Regions from separate parts of the Sus scrofa genome. Here all the other regions are linked to region 3. Evidence: chromatin contacts called from public HiChIP or PLAC-seq data. All regions are on one chromosome and are shown on one strand. The core of a region is the stretch at or near the end of the contact, and the rest is flanking DNA. Distances in the headings are between cores, read along the strand shown. Region 1 has its middle 61 kb from the start of TRH. Region 2 overlaps TMCC1 (transmembrane and coiled-coil domain family 1). Region 3 overlaps IFT122 (intraflagellar transport protein 122 homolog).

Region 1 (4,088 bases), core at 219-2,718, 430 kb after region 3:
TATACATATTATAGTTTGAGAAGCACTGGGCCAGATGACATATAATTTGAAAAATTACAATGAACATGAACTGCAACAAATATTAAAAATTTACAAATGAAACTAAGGAATATTAGCAATAATATTGATGGAAATTAAGGCAGAGAGGGAGTTCCCGTCGTGGCGCAGTGGTTAACGAATCCGACTAGGAACCATGAGGTTGCAGGTTGGGTCCCTGCCCTTGCTCAGTGGGTTAACGATCCGGTGTTGCCGTGAACTGTGGTGTAGGTTGCAGACATGACTCAGATCCCACGTTGCTGTGGCTCTGGCGTAGGCCGGTGGCTACAGCTCTGATTCAACTCCTAGCCTGGGAACCTCCATGTGCCGCGGGAGCGGCCCAAGAAATAGCAACAACAACAACAACAAAAGACAAAAAGACAAAAAAAAAAAAAAAGAAATTAAGGCAGAGGAGCTAAACACCTTAAATTGTTTGGGGAGTTCCCGTTGTGGCTCAGCAGAAACGAATCTGACTAGCATGCATGAGGATGCAAGTTTGACCCTGGCCTTGCTCACTGAGTTAAGGATCCAGAGTTGCCTTGAGCTGTGGTATAGGCCACAGATGCAGCTTGGATCCAGCGTTGCTGTGGCTGTAATGTAGGCCAGCAACTATAGCTCCAATTTGACTCCTAGCCTGGGAACTTCCACATGCTATGGGTGTGGCCCTAAAAAGACCAAAAAAAAAAAAAACCTTACATTGATAAAATCCAGCTAAATTCCACTCAAGTATTGCAAAATCTTTGCAGCAATAATTTATCACATTTCCAAATACTCTCGTGTCAGTAAGTGTTTAACTTTACTAATATGGGTAACCAGTACAGAACATGGCTTCACAAAATTAAAATTTGGTAAAAACTATTCAGGGTCGAGAGTGACCATAGACTACTGTCACATCTAGTGTCCGTGATGTATTAGCGCAGGTAAGCACTGAAACTGCCTATTTTCATAAAAGCAAAACAAGTAACTGTTGTACAGAAAAGTGCCACATGCCAATGACATTTTTTTTAAGGCCTCACCCGTGGCATAAGGAAGTCCCCATGCTAGGGGTCAAATCGGAGCTGCAGCTGCCAGCCTATGCCACAGCAACAGCAAGACCAGATCTGAGCCACATCTGCAACCTATACCACAGCTCACAGCAATGCCAGATCCTTAACTTGAACGAGGCCAGGGATGGAACCAGTATCCTGGTGGATACTAGTCGGGTTATTATTGCTGAGCCACAAAGGGAACTCCCACATGCTAGTGACTTTACACTTCTAATTACTGTGCTAGTTTCTGTCTCTCACCTCACAGCATTTGCTTCTGTTTCCTGTGCATGGTATACCTAACTCTGCTGACCTTTCATTTCATTTCCTGAGAGGCCTTCCTTGACCCCACAGACAAGGTTAGTTTCTCCTAACGTACACCCAGATCATCATGAACTTCCCCTTTCTTAGCCCAGCATACGTGTAACTTCCCCTTAAACATCTGCTTTCTTCTCTGGACTGTGAGCTCCATAGTGCAAGAACTTGGTCCCTGTCATTCTGAGCCCAGTGACCCTCCATTTATCTTTAGGTGCTCAATAAATGCTTATTGGGTTAATAAATGATTAAGTGGTGACTCTATTCACATTAAAAGAGTCATGACCCTGCCTTCTATGTGTACAACCCTTTATTCTTGTTAGTAAACTTTTATTTCTATTATCCCATATTTTTTTATTTTCAGCCACATGGATGGCATGTGGAAGTTCCCAGGCCAGGGATTGACCTGAGCTGCTGCAGCTACAGCACCAGATCCTTAAATCACTATGCCACAAGGGAACTCCTTTGTTATCCCATTTGAGCTTCCAAAGACCCAGATCTACCTGGTTAGCTTTTCTCAGCCCTTAAAATGCATATGAGATCTCCAACCTCTCAGATCAAGCATGACTAGAGATGGAGCGGTGCATGCCTTCCAGTCCTAACTCTGCCACTGCACACCTGTGTCTTGGGCAAGTGACCTCACCTCTCTGGGCTCCAATCCCCTGATTTGTTCTTACCTCTCAGGTACACATACACATGACAAGTAAGTGAAAATATACATAAAAAGCATTTGGAACCTGGCACCTGCTAAATGTTAGCTATTGATACAGGAATACGATGAAGATCAAGAGCGACAGGGCCAATATTACCTTCTAGATTAAGTACCTTCTAGATTAAGTTGAGTTAAAAAGCAACCAGACACAAAAGACCATGTATTGTATGATTCTATTTCATGAAGTTCAAGGACAGGCAAAACAAAGCTATGATGATAGAGGCAGATCAGAATAGAGGGGGTAGGTGGCCAGCATTCTGACTTGGGAGGGGTACACAGCAGTCTTTTTGGGTATTGGAAATCTTGAATCTTGATCTGGGTGGTGGCTGCACACGTGAGTGTGCACATAGAAATATATTAAGATCTATGTGTTTTACTGAATGTAATTTTTTTTCTTTTTTTTAGGGTCACACCCATGATATATGGAAGTTCCCAGGCTAGGGGTCAAATTGGAGCTACAGCTGCCGGCCTACACCACAGCCACAGCAACACAGGATCCAAGCTGCCTTTGTGACCTACACCACAGCTTGTGCCAACACCAGATCCTTAACCCACTGAGCAAGGCCAGGGATTGAACCCAAATCCTCTCAATGTCAGGTTTTTAACCCACTAAGCCACAATTGGAACTCTATACTGCATGTAATTTTAACTTTGTTTTTTTTCTCTTTTTATGGCCATACCTGTGGCATATGGAAGTTCCAAGGGTAGGGTTGAATTGGAACTGTAGCTGCAGGCCTACGCCATAGCCACAGCAACACAGGATCCAAGTCACATCTGTGACCTATACCACAGCCTGCAACAACACCAGGTCCTTAACACACTGAATGAGACCAGGGATCGAACCTGCATCCTCAGAGAGACAGCATCAGGTTCTTAACCCAGTGAACCACAATGGGAACTCCTCCTCATTTTTAAATTTAGGCAGAAGTAAGGAATTGTGACCAATCTCCTTTATCTTGGCATAAAAAACTTCCCCCAACTCTTTCTCTCCCTCCCACCAAGAACCTCAGAGGGGAGCCTTGGTGAAATTTTATTTCTCTCCCCTTGTTTCTTTCTTTCTTCCTTTCTTTCTTTTTTTTTTTTTTTTTTTTTTTTTTGTCTTTTTGCCTTTTCTAGGGCCACTTCCCATGGCATATGGAGGTTCCCAGGCTAGGGGTCTAATTGGAGCTGTAAGCCACCAGCCTATGCAAGAGCCACAGCAACACGGGATCTGAGCTGTATCTGCGACTCACACCACAGCTCACGGCAACGCCAGATCCTTAACCCACTGAGCAAGGCCAGGGATTGAACCCACAACCTCAGGGTTCCTAGTCAGGTTCATTAACCACTGCGCCATGACGGGAACTCCCTCCCCTTGTTTCTTTCTGTTGGCACCCAATAAAACACAGATTCCTAACAGTGACCTAGCCTTAACCCTGACTGGGGTAGGACAAGGCCATGTTACAGGAGGTAAGTTGGGGATGTGTATACAAGTGGCCTTACCCATGGTTCTCCCTGGGAATTAGACACTGCCAGTGAGACAAGGCCTTGGTGCCCACACCCATGGCCCTCACCTCATCCAAGCAGAGCCAAGAGTATGCTGGGTCAGAATTTCTAGTGTTTGGGATCTCAGGTGTATTGGTTTACTTTGGTTTCAATGATAGAGATCCAAAGCAAGCAGGCTTCTACAAAAGCAGAGCAATATATTGGAAGGCTGCTGGTGTATTTATGGAACATAACAGGGAAGGGAAGGGCCTCAGTGACGCCTGGACTCTAGGGCACGTTCCCTACGTCTCTTAGCTTACTCTTTCAGAGCTGCTTTCTCCTTGTGATAGAGAATGTGTCTGCCATCAGTTCCTGACTCTTACACATGATAAGCTCGCACTAGAAAGATCACATCCTGCTTCCCTTAAATCCAGTCCAAAAAAATCTCAGGCAAAGGCTCTGATTGGCCCATTTTGAGTCCAGTTCACCCCTAGACCAATCAACTATGGCCATTCTGTCTAGAAACACCCACCAGA
Region 2 (3,868 bases), core at 535-3,034, 300 kb after region 3:
ATGGATTTAGCCAAAAAGACAGAATAGAGGCCCAGTGCTATCACGGAGTTTAAAAAAACTTTTTGACTTAACTATTCATTTTCTCCTCCATATTTCAGTGTCATACAGACTGAAACAATGACAAATGTTATTTTTTCAATTCATTACTATGTTAAGGATACTTGATAGAAAATAGATTTGGTCCTAACCATCCAGTTTAGGTCCCAGAAGCTATGTTAAAGTGGAAAGGGATGTTAGAAAAAGAAATTTAAAGAAGTTGCCTTTTTGTTTTTATATAATGTACCTTCTATTTCTTCATGTTTTAAAGAAGATGTGCTCCCAATTTCCCTAAGTGTTTTTTTATATAAATCACAATCATGCATACAGCAGAGAGTGAAAAGAGAACTAAGAGTTCACAAAATAATTGGGAGAGAAATACTGGCAGCGAAATAGCTAGGCTGCAGTTATTTTCTAATTAGAAATTTAGTTCTCACCTGTTTCAAACACTCAGGCAGAAATGTTACTGCCCTGACAATCTACCCATCTCCTGCTTTTTAGTTGTACTACATACCTGAAAATATATGATCTAGAGGTTCACGTGAAGGAGAACCAAAAACGATTCTATTATTTAGGAGAAATGTGGAGGCATTCGAGGTCCTTCACTCCCCCCACAATACACACACACCTGGAATGAGGAGAAGAGAAGCAAGGGAAATTCACTCCAGAGCTCCTAAAAAAATCCCTGTTAGGTTTGGAGATCCAAGAAAAAAGATGAAATTTGACATGGGGATGGAGGCAAAAGCTTTGCTCATTTTTGCTTGAATGCACATATTCTACACTGAGGTCCCATAAGGAACTAAAGGTTTCCCTTTAATAACCCATTTCAGGATTTAACAGTTCTGACTAGTAACTAAGGAAGTGTAGAATGCCTACTGATTTACTATTTGTTTAAGCTTCCGTCTGCAGAGAATGAACTGTAACACAATTTAGCCACCAACTGCACATTTTTAAAACAGAGCTTTTAAAAAACAGAATGGCTTTAGAAATAAAGCTCAACACTCACCACATTTCTTTCCAAACTAGTTTCTGTATTCGCTTAAGAAGAGAGGTCAATGACTGGGTCAACAGAGGGCTGGCCACTGCCAAGGCTGATTCATAAAATCAGCAGCCCCCTCTTCTAAGAAGCTTCATTTTCTTCTTAAGTTTTGATTTTTTTTTTTTTTTAGATTAAAAGACCCCCCCGCCCAAACTGCACACATGAAACCTGTTTTTTTAAGCACAATTCTGTAAAAACTGATTCCTAAGCCTCTGGTTACTGCCTTTCACACACTCCTTCTTGATCACAACCACACACAGTAACATCTTCATGCAGGTCTTGCTTATTGAACTATTTTATGGTAGTTTTCCCCAGTTTAATACTAAATCTTGTGTGAAAGCACTGATTCCACGGACCAATAATGCTTTCTCATTTTGGTCAAAAGCTGCTACATGAATTGTTAATTAAATATGCACTTTTTACCCACTATTCTCTCTTTCACACACACCCTCTGGAAATTGTATCTGAGAAGCAGACTACAACTTTCTCCAGACTCACAGATGATAACTCTAGTTTCGGGGAACAAAACCTGGGGTTTCCAGTGCAGTCAGCTTCAGACCTTTGTGTCTGTCTGAGGAAAGAACAAAAGACAGCGCTTCCTCCCTCTACCCCTCCTTAGCACTGGAGGAGGCAGGCTTGACAGAACAGTTGTAGAGAAAAAGAAGACCACGCCAAAGCTAGTTAGAGTTTCCCCTAAACACACACACAAAGCTACCCAAGCTACCCACCTTGGATAGCTGCCTCCTGAGGCTAAAGCGCTGAACCATGGTCACCCTGAGTTATCTTCAGACAAAGCAATCCACGAAGGGAAGGGCTTTTTTAAAAACAGCTTCTGGCAAAAGTCGGTGGCAAAACATTTGTAAGACTGTCACAGAAGTGCAAAGACTGTGACTGGGAGTCTTGGCAAACTTGGAAGCCCTTCATTGTTCTACCGAGACACAGCAAAGCCCGGGTGGAGGGCGAGGGCGGAGGACCGGCGGGGAAGGCGGAATCCTGGAGCTGCTGCGCCCAGCGCCCAGCTACCACTTCCTGTGAGTCAGCCGAGAGGGGTCCGGGCAGAAGGACCACCCCTTCCCTTTCCACCAAATCCTCCCCGAGATTGCCGCCGCGGTGCCACCTGAGACTCCAGGGGATGGACCTGATGTTCTGGTCTGGGTGGGAGGAGGACCAGCGCGCTGGGGTCAGAAGGCATCTGCCTCCAGGAGAAACTGGCAACGGCAACAACTCCTCCCGCCCGACCCTCCTGGGGAGGGGGTCGGCGGCAAAAACAGCACCCCCTAATCAACCTCCACCCAGGTAATCCACTGGACGAATGCTGTGAAAGAAGCCCCGCTCCACACCCGGAGAAGGAAACTCCGCCTCAGGCAACCGGCCGGCTTTGTCTCAGTAATTGGCCAAGCCTTTCCTCTTACTCACAGGGAGGGGCTGACAGCCTCGGGCGGGAATATCAGGTGCAAAGACGCATACTCTGAGAGAGACTTCAACGTCGCTTGGAACTTAAAGCCGTCTCATGAGGTGCTTGTGCTCTCTCATTAGAACAATGGTATTTTTAAAAATATACACACAAAACAGAAGGAACAGACTAGACTGAATTAATGCAGGTAAAGAGGTATGAAACTTAGCAACCGAGAGAGCAGTTCCAAAGACAAAAGTTTTGCTATAATTTGCCAGTCTCTTCCTATCAATCTAGTTCTGCTTCCAGACAGCCAATGGGAGGATAAAGCTTCATTTTAATGAAACTTTCCACTCCAGAAGATTATCTCCGCATTTTTCATTACTTCTGAATGAATTTAACAACTGACCAAGGCAGAACTCTTTGATATACATTAATTTTTCCCTGCTCCAGTGACTCTCAATTCCCTGTAAGCATGACAATGCGTTAGGCTACATATAGCCTTGGTTGAAATGAACCTACTCTGTGCAGTCAACCCATAGTAAATCCCACGTACATAGTACATCCCACCTTACATCCCATTTAAGAATTTTACATCTACCATCCCACTGATTTCTTAAATAATCCTGTGAATATGGATTAATATCCAACTCAGATAAGCAGGGATCTTCTTTCCAAAACCTCAAATATTATTATAAGCAAACCATAGTGTTACTAATTTTTTTCTCTTCAGCTGAGAAAAGTGAAAAATGATTTGAAAAGACATCTTTGTGTAACAGTTATTCTCAACTATGCCCATATCATACACTACTGTTTCCAATTATCATCAAATACATTGCACAATTTTATAAAATTCACCTGAAAGATGACACACACACATTTCACAGTACCTTAGGAAGAGTACAAAAGAGTTATCAAATTCAAACAAATAAAAGGATGCCAAAAAAAAATCACTCTAACCGAAATGCATATCTAACACTTTTATTCCAAAAGCCTTTAATGGAAAAGGATTGAACATATTTAACTAAACTTTTTGTGACAATCCAAAACTAAAAAAATTATCAGATCAATAGCTCCAAAATGAAAACTCCTTCATATCTAGGTTCAGAGTAAGCAATGTAACCTAATATTTAAACTAACTGAAATTTAATTCCAAGTGGAAAAGTAGGTTAACAGAGAACTTGAGTTCTGTGTGTTTTGTTTTGGTTTTAATGGTAAGAGTATCAATAACTCCATTTTTTTCCTCCACAGAAAAAAAGTATCCTGGGAATGTTGAAGAATCAATAAGATACTAATGTGAAAACAATGAAATTCCTTACAGGAAAACAGTGTCTTTAAACATAAACACGCAATGTTTCTGATATAAGCAACTAGAATCCCAGATCGCTGCTATAAGATTC
Region 3 (4,061 bases), core at 265-2,764:
ACTTCCTTTCCCTCCATCTTCTTGTTAACCTAACATTTACATCCTGCAGACCCATCACTTTGTATGAATTATTGGCCATCAGTTAGCAATCTGGCTTTTCCACTCAGCAGTCTGCTGGAAGCATGACTCTTCCTCAGTACATGTGCTCCTCTGGCATTTCAAATACAGAGATTGTGGATTCACATGCAATTGTAAGAAGTCATACAGAGAGCCTTAGTACAACTTGCCCAGGTATTCCCATTGGGGACAGTTTGCAAAACTACAGCACAAATTTATCACCTGTGTAGGTGCATGGTTCTACTGCCACCAGCTCATGAGATCCCTGGTGTTGGATTGCCCTTTGTTATAACCACACCTCCCTTCCTGCTGCCCTGCCCCCTCCCCTCATTGGTTTTTTAGTTTGTTGCTTTGGCTATAGCATGCAGAGGCTTGATTTGGGATCTCAGTTCCCAGACTGGGGATTGAACCTGGGCCTAAGCAGTGAAAGCGCTAAATCCTAACCACTAGACCACTAGGGAACTCCCCAATACCACTTGATTTTAATGACTACTTTTTGTCTTATCATATAGATCTTCCATAACTTAACCAGTACTTAGAGTTGGATAGTCATACTGTTTACAGCTTTTTTGCTATTGTAGATAGTGGGCGTCTTTCTAGCTAAGTCTTTGTACCTATCCCAACTTAGGTCCTTGGTATAAATTCCTAGAAGTGAAATTAATGGGTCAGAGGTCGGTCATGTCCTTGGAAAGATTCGTAGGTCTGTCTCGACTGCCTTGCAGCTGGGATCCTATAATCTGCACCCCTTCACATACCTCATCTTCACTCTCGCCCCCTGCTATTGCTCCTTGTGAAGGGTAGGGCTGGGGTCCACTGCTCCCTCTCAGCCGATGTTACCCTTGTTACTGCTTCAGGAATCAATAGCGCCTGGTATTGAGGAGGTATTCAGTAAGCAATAGTAGAATTCAGATCTGAGGAACAGGAAAGAGAAAAAAGAAAGCCAGAGAACGAAGGGAGAGAGTTGGGTGGGGGTGGGGCAGGAGGGGCAGGGAGAGCAGCCCCACTGACTGTTCCTCGAGGTCCTAGTCGGGTCTGCATCCTGCACTGGCCCTACAGCCTCCAGAAACCCAGCCTTTGTCCATCCAGCCAAACAGGCCATGCTGATAGAGTTTTCCTCCAGGACTGCTATTCTGGCCTCAAAGATAAATGCACTTTGCTGCTCCCTGACTTGGGCCGACCAAGAGGAGCCAGAGGGGTGGCCTGGGCTTCCTCTTGCCAAGCCCTTAAGTTTCAGAGCCAGAGGGCCCTCCCCCACCTCTGAGGCTGCACCAAGGCCATCCTGCTGATGCAGCAGGTCAGAATTGCCAAGGGTTAGGAAAGGCAGCCTGAAGACAAAGGCTATTTATCTGTCGCCTCTGCCTCCAGCCATCCTGTGGTTTTGGCCTACAGAGGAGGGAGAAAGCATCAGGCCCACTCTGGGGATTTCTGGTTTCCTTTCGAAATTTACATCATCTTGTGCAAGAATTGGTTAGTCAGGGCTGCCAAGTAGGGCGGCAAGCCCTCTCGGGCTTCTCAGGGCCGTGGTGACTTCATGCTTGGAATGTAGCAGTAAGATAAAGTGGAGCTCAGTGGGCATTTGTTTGGTTAGGGTATTTTTAAAACTACTGTTCTCATATTGTGCCTCGCAGGCAAACCTGAATTGTATGCTGATTCTGTTGTGCCTGTCCCATCCCTGCCATGGGCTTTGAGCTTTGACTCTGCTGCCTAAACCAGCTGTGACCTTGAGCAGCTCCTTTCACTCTTTGGGCCTCACTTTTCTGTGTAGTGGAGCTAAATATAAGATCTTTCAGGTTTTGTCTGGCCCAATTCCTATTCCCCTTATTATTATCAATCTTAAAATAGCAAACACTACAAAAAAACTAAATTAGAACAAAGGGTGCTCACTGGAGGAATTAAGAAAGGAAAGCTCTTTGTGCCTGGGGAATTTGAGAAAGCTTCCAGGAGGTGGCGACATTTTATCTGAGCTCGGAAAGATCTGGAGAGAAGCAGCTAGTGTGTCTGGAGCAAAGGGAAATGGGAGCCCTCCTGGAGTCGGGAGATGGGGAGGAGCTGGTGCTGGGAAGGTGCAGTGGGGAGGGGGCAGGCCCATACATGCCAGCCCCTTCCCTCTTCCAGAGCACTTGTGCCTGCCCCAGTAGCTAGAAGGGCAGGGCATTACAGCAGAAGCTAATCAGCTTACACCAAATCACACAGCAAAGCTGTGGCTGCTCCCTGGCTCCTCCCATGCTGCCCCCTCCAAGCAGGAGTAGGGGTGGCTCCGAGAAGAATGTGAGCGTTCAGAAGCGATTTTGCTGGCTTGCTGTCAGAGGGTAGAATGGCTTAAAAAGAAACAAGTTTCCTTCAACTTCAAAGATAAAGGTCCCAAATGGAGAAAACAGCATGTCCAGCTCCACATGTGGCAGCCATTATCAGAGGTCCTGGCTGATTGGTGTCCACTGCCCCAGAACCCAGAAGGAGGTGTGCAGTTTGTTTAGCACTTCTGACTGCCTGAAAACAGGCAGGGCCTCTGGTCAATGAAGACCCCGGGCCCAACTCACACATGTTCTCGTGTGCGTGTGTCCACACGACACATGCACACACGCACACACCCCCTACCCAGGAGGCAGGGAGGAGCCAGAACTTGGTCACGCTCCCCCGCCCCTGGTCCATCCCCAGGTCTTCCATGTGCCATTTCTGTGTCTTTGGCAGATCAGTCACCCTCTCAGTCTCCAGGCAGTGGTCAGGGAGCAGCAATATCCACTGCACAGGGCTGTTGAGACTGATCCTAAACTACTTTGTAAACCTAAAAAGAGAAGTTTTTAGGACCCATTCAGATATCACGGTGAGGCAGCCGTGTCCCACCAGAGGAATAGCAAGAAGGTTCCCAGTGCCAGGACCTAGGAGGGGTTGCCTTTCTTGGAGTAAGGAGGTTTCTCGGTATCTTTGCAAGAGGCCACTCCAGGGCCCTTCTTCACAGTGACGTTCATTCCTTCAGCATCATAGGCTGAGGGCCTGCTGAGGAAGGTAAGTATGACCCGCTGCCACCCTCAGGTTGTGCACAGCCTTGGGGGATAGGCTTGTAATTAAAACACAACATGAGGTTTAGGACAAGAGGCACAGGGGAGGCTCAGGCCCCTTCCCTGGAGGGGTCAGTGAAGACTTCCAGAAGAGATGACATTTAAAACCAAGCAGGTACTTTGCAGAGGGTGAGGTCTTATGATACGGCCAACCTAAGGGGTAGAAATCCATGCTGTGGAACACGGTGGCTCTGTGGTGTTTGGCTGTGAAAGAGATGGCAGAATGGAAGGTATGTGAGCTGGGCCAGGCTGAGGCCGAGCAGTGTGCTGATGTGGCGCCATGGCCCTGTTCTGCCAGCGTAAATAATGAAGTTGGTGCACACAGCCAGCTTCAGGCCTCACGTGAATCTGAGTTCTTTGGTGGCTCTGAAAGCAGCTTTCTTTCTTCTGGATGCCGTCCTGCAGTCTGCTCCAATGTACCAGTACCTGGATAGGAAGATGTTCCGGGAAGCCTACCAGATTGCTTGCTTGGGTGTGACAGACACTGACTGGCGTGAGCTGGCCATGGAAGCTCTAGAAGGATTGGAGTTTGAGACAGCAAAGAAGGTAAGCATCAGTCAGCATGAGCTGGGATTTGGTCCTCGAAGGGTCCCTTGAGGAGGCCAGAGGGGGTCCAGGTGATGTGTGGATAGGCAAATGCCCCCTGTCGTGGGCTCAATTTAGATTGACGTGGGCTGAGATCCCAGCTCAGCCACTGCCCAACTGTGCAGTTGCTCATCTGTAGAATGAAGGTGATGACAGTCCCCATCCTAACGTGATAATGACTGTAAAGCCTGACACAGAAGGGCCCTCTGATGGATTCTGGCTGCCTGTCTTGTTAGCAGTCATCCAGGCACAGCACCCAACCAGTGGGTGCCTTTATCATGGGTATCAGCACTTACTGGTATTAGGTCGTTAGTTACACAGTGCTGGTTTTCTCGGCACTCTGCTGAGTGCATTGGAAGAAAT

Evidence for each region. HiChIP or PLAC-seq counts read pairs in DNA pulled down with a chosen protein or histone mark.
Region 1: an H3K27ac HiChIP or PLAC-seq map of alveolar macrophages shows a contact between it and region 3. The contact joins two enhancer-like sites. A contact is called at or near these places in 3 of 47 Hi-C or Micro-C datasets (embryonic fibroblasts, omental adipose tissue and skeletal muscle) and 2 of 2 datasets of contacts at active chromatin or transcription factors (alveolar macrophages and skeletal muscle).
Region 2: a contact with region 3 is called in an H3K27ac HiChIP or PLAC-seq map of alveolar macrophages. The contact joins two enhancer-like sites. A contact is called at or near these places in 1 of 47 Hi-C or Micro-C datasets (retroperitoneal adipose tissue) and 1 of 2 datasets of contacts at active chromatin or transcription factors (alveolar macrophages).

What each region holds. Positions count from the first base shown.
Region 1 is chr13:69,300,898-69,304,985 of Sscrofa11.1, forward strand. No RefSeq gene overlaps it. Among named protein-coding and RNA genes, the nearest start is that of TRH, 61 kb to the right of the region's middle. Within about 2 kb of position 1,469, at least 8 of the 83 cell types and tissues checked have an H3K27ac peak or open chromatin away from gene starts, as enhancers often do. A contact at or near this core is called in alveolar macrophages and omental adipose tissue, where this site is marked.
Region 2 is chr13:69,172,712-69,176,579 of Sscrofa11.1, forward strand. The region is part of intron 1 of TMCC1 (transmembrane and coiled-coil domain family 1); the gene reads right to left. Among named protein-coding and RNA genes, the nearest start is that of TMCC1, 49 kb to the right of the region's middle. Within about 2 kb of position 1,785, at least 52 of the 83 cell types and tissues checked have an H3K27ac peak or open chromatin away from gene starts, as enhancers often do. A contact at or near this core is called in alveolar macrophages and retroperitoneal adipose tissue, where this site is marked.
Region 3 is chr13:68,871,132-68,875,192 of Sscrofa11.1, forward strand. IFT122 (intraflagellar transport protein 122 homolog) reads left to right here. Exons shown (of 30, transcript XM_021069363.1): 15 at 3,519-3,659. Among named protein-coding and RNA genes, the nearest start is that of RHO, 35 kb to the right of the region's middle. Within about 2 kb of position 1,515, at least 50 of the 83 cell types and tissues checked have an H3K27ac peak or open chromatin away from gene starts, as enhancers often do. A contact at or near this core is called in alveolar macrophages, omental adipose tissue and retroperitoneal adipose tissue, where this site is marked.